Linked DNA regions of Triticum aestivum: region 2 is linked to region 1. A link is a contact called in public Hi-C data. All regions are on one chromosome and are shown on one strand. The core of a region is the stretch at or near the end of the contact, and the rest is flanking DNA. Distances in the headings are between cores, read along the strand shown. Region 1 holds the start of LOC100873145 (transcription factor NIGTH1). Region 2 holds the start of LOC123045078 (mitogen-activated protein kinase kinase kinase 5).

The links. Hi-C and Micro-C count contacts between places; a contact is called where the count stands out from the background.
Region 2: a contact with region 1 is called in a Hi-C map of leaf, with 7 times the contacts expected there. The contact joins the promoter of LOC123045078 here to the promoter of LOC100873145 in region 1. A contact is called at or near these places in 2 of 5 Hi-C or Micro-C datasets (both in leaf).

What each region holds. Positions count from the first base shown.
Region 1 is chr2B:391,692,188-391,696,018 of IWGSC CS RefSeq v2.1, forward strand. It overlaps LOC100873145 (transcription factor NIGTH1), which reads right to left and starts at 1,311. Exons shown (of 5, transcript XM_044468009.1): 1 at 974-1,311; 2 at 708-862; 3 at 162-582; 4 at 1-42. The coding sequence starts at 1,307.
Region 2 is chr2B:391,905,457-391,909,395 of IWGSC CS RefSeq v2.1, forward strand. LOC123045078 (mitogen-activated protein kinase kinase kinase 5) reads left to right here and starts at 2,006. Exons shown (of 11, transcript XM_044468010.1): 1 at 2,006-2,687; 2 at 3,448-3,939. The coding sequence starts at 2,185.

The DNA.
Region 1 (3,831 bases), core at 61-2,560:
CATCCACCTTCATCAGCTCCCTGATTTGCTTTGGAGTAGCAACTGCAATCATGGCAAGGATAACAGCCATGTAAGCTCTCAATAATTTGCTGCTACTATATATATCTACTGGGTGTTCTTGATATTATATCCAGTTCTGGGAGTATTTGTGAAGCGCTCACCTTGGGGACCACCGAGTTGGTGCAGGGCAGTGACGAACTGGCGGTGCAGCTCCGGCGACCAGCACCGCCGCGCCTTCCTCGCTTGCTGCTGCTGCTGCTGCTGCTGTGCTGTCTGCTGCGACTGCGCCTGGAGGCTTAGGGAAGGGGCAGCCGGTGCCAGGGCGGCCGCAGCCCTCGCCGCTTCTTGCGCAAATCCCACAAGCTGACGGCGGCTTTCTTCAGCGCCGCCGGTAGCAGCAGCCAGAGAGGTCTTGATCGGTGCCGGCGACAGAAACGGCAGATCCGGCATCCCCACAGCCTTGTCATCCTTCCTCAAACTCGGCGGCGCGAACGCCGGCGCGCCGGAGCCCACGGCCTTGAACGGTAAGGCAGCGCCGTCGCGAGATTCCGGCACCGACGACCTCCTCCTCTCACCCTGCTTCTGCAATCGTAAAAAGGCGCAAACTTTCAGAACCCCAAACACAATAAAACCACCACGATTTAATGATCATAAATGCTTCATCGACAACAAGCAAGCACGCGGGCAACTGAATCGCCGGATCCTACCTCGGAAGCATCGTCCCCCGGGACGGAATCGCCGGTCCAGAGCTGCGCGGTGCTCATCCAGTTGCTCTTGTCGCCTGCGCCGGCGTCCTCCTTGTCCTCTCCTCGATCGCCGCCTCTCTTCTTCTCCTCCACCTCCTTCTTCATCACATCAATCACTGCGCAAGCAACCAAACCACGTCAAGAAAGGCTCCCCAAAAAGAAGAAAACAACAAAGGGATAATAGCTAGTACTAGCACAAGCAAGCAAGCAAGAAGTTTCTCTCTCACCGTCAGCGAGGAGGCGTGCGCAGAGGGGGAGCTCGCGCCGGAACACCTCGATCTTGCTCTTCTCCTCCTCCAGCCTCCGGATACAGTCGTCCATGGCGGCCGCCGGCGCTTCCCTCACCCGCCCCAGGCTCTTGGCCGCGAACATCTTCAAATCCAGGCTCAAATCTGCGCCCATGCCGATCTCTCCTACATCCAGACCCATGGTTTTACACCGGAGCTCTCGCTCTCCAAACGGAATCTTTACTGACTTGTTGCAAGAGAAAGTATGAGGTGGATGTGAACTGGAGGGAGGAGGTGGGTGAATGGGGACGTTTATATAGAGGAGGAGAAGCATTGGGAGGGGGGAGAATCTCGAGAGTGTGCGAGGATGAGACGAGGACGATTTTTCACGTCACCTACAGATAGCTACAATGAACGTCAGTTTCCATCAAGGCCCTTGGATTTTATGGCTTTTAAGCTTTAGCCCACTTGCCTATGCATGCCAACAAATTCAAAATATGTCTTGTACACACCTTTTTTTTTGCGGGTGTTGTACACACTTTCAACCAGATTGAGCTTGTGCTATTGGGGTCAGAGGGAAGATGCAAAATGCCTTTTTGTTCAGGCTATTAGAAGAAGAAGAAAATATGCGGTCGTATTAATTGGAAATGTTTAGTTTTGGAAGCAATTAATCGTAGGCGTCAAATACGTGTGTATCTTATCAAGGTAGTATATCGATCGGATACGATAGACAGCGGGGGATGTGTACATAAATTACGAATTTAATGGTATACGTATTCATTCTATATTCTGGATTTGTATTAGCTGGATATAATGATTTGTCTAGATATGCATGCATACGCGGCACCGAGGTTACATAATAAGTTCGTGTTGATTGTCTCGTAAAAGTGCATGGTTGGTTTCTTTTTCTTTAATTTTTGCGGTTGGTCATTATGATTTTCTTTCGTTTTATCTTTTGAATTTAGCTTTGGTACAATTTTATGCTTCTTCGGAACATAGTGAGTTGCGCTCATGGGTCAAGTTCCATATTTGTTGTTATATTAGTTTTGCAACTTGTAACACCGAACACTCTAATCAACATTGACTTCTCGTGCAAAAATATGACATAAACTGCTCTCTAAACCGTCTTCACTTCAATTTTCTATACATGTCTAACTTCATGATCATGTTTGGTTGGTGGTCACCCGGTTGTGAAGTTTTCAACAACCAAAATAGGTAAAAGTATGGCATGCCTTATATAAACAGTTATCACACATGGCCATGAGGTACTTTCTTGTGAAAAATGTATACCTCGTATTTGGCCATAGAAAGTGTATTCTACCTCACAACCTAGTAGGATATATGCATCACGTCACAACTATGAAAGTAATAAAGAAACATCAAACACAACAGTAATCCCAAAGTCGAATTTCAAGACCCAATTCATGAGAAGATATGAATTGCCCCCCTTTGATCTTTGTCTCATTAGAGTGGTGACATCATTTCACAGTGGCATATGCATGGGTTTTTTGAAATATCCAGCCACAAGATATCCTTTTAGGAAACACCTCCAAATATGCATCACCCGGCCCGTAGGATAGTTAGCATGCTATATGGTGTCATTATTACTAATTTTATCCATTGCTAGCCTAAAGTAAAATGCAGAATATGTTATCATCTACAACGGACTATAGGACACTCTAAACTAAACTGAAAGTTGAATCAGCATTAACTTTTTATATATGAACTAAGTTTAGGTATACCCTATGAATATTTGATGAAGCAGCATCTGAATCGTTAGCACTTGCATAAAATAATATACAGATTAAATTGCATACATATTCATTCTCAATCGCTAGCACTTGCGTAAAAGAATATACCCTATGAATACTTGATGAAGGAGCATCTCAATTGTAACAGACATATCTCTTAGAAGAAAGAAAAATATGCGATGGTACTAATTGGACATGTTGAGTTTTGGTATCAATTAATCATAAGCGGCAAATACGAGTGTATCTTATCAAGGTAGTATATTGGCCAGATACAATACACAGGGGTAATATGTACATAAATTACAAATTTAATTGCATTCGTATTCGTTCAATATTTTGGATTTGTATTAGCTGGATACATTGTTTTGTCTAGATATGCATGTCTACACAACACTGAGGTTACATAATAAGTTCGTATTCATTGTCTCATAAAAGCGCGTCGTTGATTCTCTTTTCTTTATTTTTTGCGGATGGTCAATATAATTTTCTTTCGTTTTATCTTTTGAATTTAGCTTGTGTACAATTTTCATTCTCTCGCAAAAGCGCGACGATTTTCTTTCCCATTTTAGTCTCACTAGTGAGAGTCTAGGCATGTTTGGTTGGTTGTCACTCAGTTCTGAAGTTTTCAACAACCAGAATAGGTAAAAGTATGGCATGCCTTATATAAATAGTTGTCACACATGGTCATGAGGTATTTTCTTGTGAAAAATGTATACCTCATATTTGGACATAGAAAGTGTATCTATCGCACAAGTAGTAGAATACACACATATCATGTCCATGTAAAAACTAGCACTTGACAACTATGAAGTAACAAAGAAACATCAAGCACAAACAGTAATCCCGAAGTCGAATTTAGAGACTCAATCCGTGAGAAGATATGAATTGCCCCCACTTTGATCTTTATCTCATTAGAGTGGTGACATCATTTCACAATGGAATATGCATGGGGTTTTTGAAATATCCAGCCACAAGATATTCTTTTTTAGAAAACACCCTCAAATATGCATCATCCGGCCTGTAGGATTGCTAGCATGCTATATTTTGTCATTCCCACTACCAATTTTAGCCATTGCTAGGTTGAAGTAAAATGCAGAATATGTTATC
Region 2 (3,939 bases), core at 756-3,255, 210 kb after region 1:
AAATCTACATATCCGTATCGCCAAGCTTGCCTTCCACGCCAAGGAAAGTCCCATCCGGACACGGGACGAAGTCTTCAATCTTGTATCTTCATAGTCTTGGAGTCCGGCCGATGATGATAGTTCGGCTATCCGGACACCCCCTAGTCTGGAACTCTCTCAGTAACGATCATGATCCAATCCCCTAATGCACCTTCATATTGTTCCTGGGTGCTTGTATGCCGATTTTTTTTGTTTTCTACTAAATTTCCCTACATTAGGGATGTAACGTGTTCAGTCCCCGGCCGAACCCAAACGGGGTGTTCGCACACCTTAATGTTTGGTTCCTAGACACCGACAATACTAGTCTCATGCAACGCTAGATTACATACGTAGTTGAACACACATGTGATCAGACTACCAATAGTTTACATGTTCTAGTAACTACAAATGAAACGACAATGCAAGAAGTTCATCCACACCACCCTTGCCCTTGCCATCTTTTCTGCAGAAGTAGCAGTCGAAGACGCTAAACGGATATAGGCCGATCTACCCACTACCGGAGCTGTCGGTTTGTAGTTGTCCTCCTCCTTCTCCCCTTTGGGGGGGGGGAGGGGCAGTTCGACCATGGCATAGACTGCCCGACTTTGCTCCCTTGCGAGGGCGTGTGTCACCCTCCTTTGCCGCTTCTCAGTGATGCTTGCACAGAGGCCTTCCTCGTTGCTGCCAAGTTGGTGCACGACTCCGCCGGCTCCGCCTTGAGGGCCGCAACATCATCCCGCGCCCTCTGCCTCGCATGGGGGGAAGACCACGGCTCTTGGGCGGTTTGGCCGTAAACCATGGCATCGTTGACCTTCATTTTGGAGCCCAATGTCGCGGGACAAGGCGCCATCTAAGAGGTTGCACTGCTAGACAGTGGTCACCGCCTTCGGCCATGCCACGGTCACGCGCCTCGAGGCACCAGCTCCGGCGGGTCTATGCGCCATTTGAGTGAACGCAATGGATTTCGGCCGGATCGAGTCCAGCCGAGGTCAGGCGCACTCCACCCAGGAGCCGCGGAGAGCCACTCGAACGGCCATCTACTGCTCGTCCCTGCATGGTACAAGGTTCGAGTCAACGGATCAGGAGAGCTCGGAGTCGGATCCACTTCCTGCCATGCCGGAGAAGGCCGGAGTTTGTCGACATGAGCTTGGTGATGAAGTGGAGTGGAGTGGTGTGCCTAGGGTTTGGTTCGGAGTGCAGATAGGGATGAATATTAGTGGGGTCCGAGTGGGCCATAGTAGTCCGGATCCGACGTGGCGGGCGCCTTCAGGCGTCCTCATATCTTCCTCACATATGGGCTGAATATAGGGGTTGCCCATCAGCCATGACGTTTGAGTTGCGTCTGGGTGGACCGGTTGAGTTTTGTCTTTGTTTGAGTAGTATTGGATTAGAACGGCAGAGCGTTTGGGGCGTTCGTTCGTAGATGCTCTCACATCCATGTGTTGCCCGCTTTTATCAACCTATGCAGACGCCAAAATACTCAATGAAGCTCGGCATCCATGGAGCCGAATTTGAAATTATCAAAATTAAAATTTGCACTTTCTTTTTGAAAAAGGTACACATATATTTAGAGGCATATGCACAAGTTTGTAAATTTTCAGAACGAAATACGTTAAAATGAGTGCTAGACAAGAAAAACAATCTAAGGCTTTTTTAGTAGATGCACTGTTCGTTCTCAAAGTTCATAAATTTGTCTTCTGCACAAATCACGTGTCATGGTATTTCATTTTAAAATTTTACACCCATACATATCACATCTTTGTTTACTTTTTTTTGTGCATATTTTGTTAAAACTGAAAAGTTTGATTTTGATTTTTTCAAAAATTTCATCCTCCATGAAGGCCGAGCTCCAAAACGCAGACGCTCCTTTCATTTCATATATCTAGCTTCTCTAAGCCATCAGTGGCAAAAATGGAAATAAGCAGTGGACGGGTTCCCTGGCGCGAGTTGACTCGAAAGATTTCCTTCTTCCAGGATGCCGCGTGCGTTCCATTCTTTTCCCTCCCGAAAACGCCGCACATCACAACGACAGACCACCCAAAAAAAAGTTGATTTTTTTTCTGGGAGGAGGTGGTGGTGGTCGTCGTCGTCTCCGTCTACCTCCTCTCCGCCTCCGATGCCATTAACCCCACTCCCACGGCCAGCCTCTCGTCGCGAGCCCCCGTGATGCCGTCGTGGTGGAAGCGCTCCAAGACCGCCTTCCACCGCTCCGCCACCACCGCCTCCTCCGCCCCGGCCTCCCCCGCGCGGGCGTCCACCTCGCGCTCACAGCCGCGACGCGCGGGGTCCGAAGACGCCGGGGACCTCCTCCTCGCGCGGCCACACCGCCAGCCGCGGCAGCTCACGCGACAGCGGAAGCTGCGCCACGTCTACGATATCGACGCGCTGCTCGCCGACCTCGGCATCGACGTCGCGTCCTCCTCCTCGCCGCCGCACGCCAGGGGGCGCGCCTCCGCATCCGATGCCGTCGGGCTCGGTCCCCCGATCTCGAGGTCCTCCAACGCCGCGGACGGGGTGGTAGCTCCGCCTCCGAGGTCCGCGTCGTCCCCCGTGTTGCACCCGCTGCCGTTGCCGTCACCCTCACCGAAGCCCCTCGCAGAGCTGGAGACGACGGACCCGGCGGGGGTCGCGGAAGGCGGGAACGAGAGGGCGTCTTTGCAAATACCGAGGTAATGTTGATACATCATGAATAAATAAAAATTGTTGCAACTTGCGATATCTTAGTTTCCCTATTGTCGACTGCTCCGAATTGTGTGCCGTTGTGTGATTGAACGTGATCGCTGAGCTGAGGAAACGACGGTAGAATTATGATCCTTTATCACGTAAACAATTTGCGACCTGTTAATGTGATTGACATGTGTTGGAAGCTACAAGGATTGCAATGAATTATACTACTTTCTGTTTTTCATTACGCCATCCAGCCATTGCAATATTAGATGAATCTCTTCAGGATTTACATTGAGGTGAAAGATAGGTGGGGTTGCAATCCAACCATCTACAGGCAGAAGTAGCTAATAGTCGAAAGCTTGCTATGATTGTTTGGCCACTGCTTGTATTTATTGTAAGTTACATAAATGAAAGGACAGGGGTTCAGAAGTCAGAACATTCTCTGAACTAGAATGTTCCTGGTTGGGAGATGGTGTTATCGCAGTTCTTATCAATGGTTTACCTCCGTTCTTACACTATGACATCTGACTGAAGAACAAAAATTGTGGGGTAACCAGAATGACTTGGGTGGTAGGATCCGCTGCTGTTACTAGCAACTTAGTTGCATTACCAAGTCTCATTTGCTGACCGGTCCTTTCCCTCTCTACTTTTAATGATGTATATGTACACTCCATATTGTATTTAAGCTTGAAAGAAATCTGTATCTAAACTTGCATTGTTCCTTGCATCGTTTCCGGGTTCTTACTAATCATGTGGTTACAGGGTGACAGGTCAGACTGTGCAAAAGTTCCCTGAACATAATGATTTCTGCTCAAATGGTACAAAGCGGCCTATCTCTAGTCACCACCGAAAAGCACTCCATGACAAGTTCCAGGATAAGAGTTCAACTGAAACAGGGAACTTCCGTTTGAACATTCCAACTAGAAGTGCTCCAACCAGTGGATTTTCCAGTCCCGTAGGCAGCCCTCGAAGATTGAGCAATGCTGACGTCTCATCTACTGTGGCATCTTCTCATGCTCCTCAAGCATGGTCAGCTCCATCGATCCACACTATTGATTTTCTGGGAGCTTTATCTCCTCGGACTTCGCCTGAAAAACTTACAGGGGCTTCAGAGCCATCTCCTTACTCTAGTACATTCAGAAGTCCTATTCTTATGCCAAGGAATACCAGTGCCCCTCCATCGCCACTCCCAAAGTTATTCCCAGAAAACCAAATTTCACGTACTGAAGTCAATGGAGGTGTTAGTTTGCATCC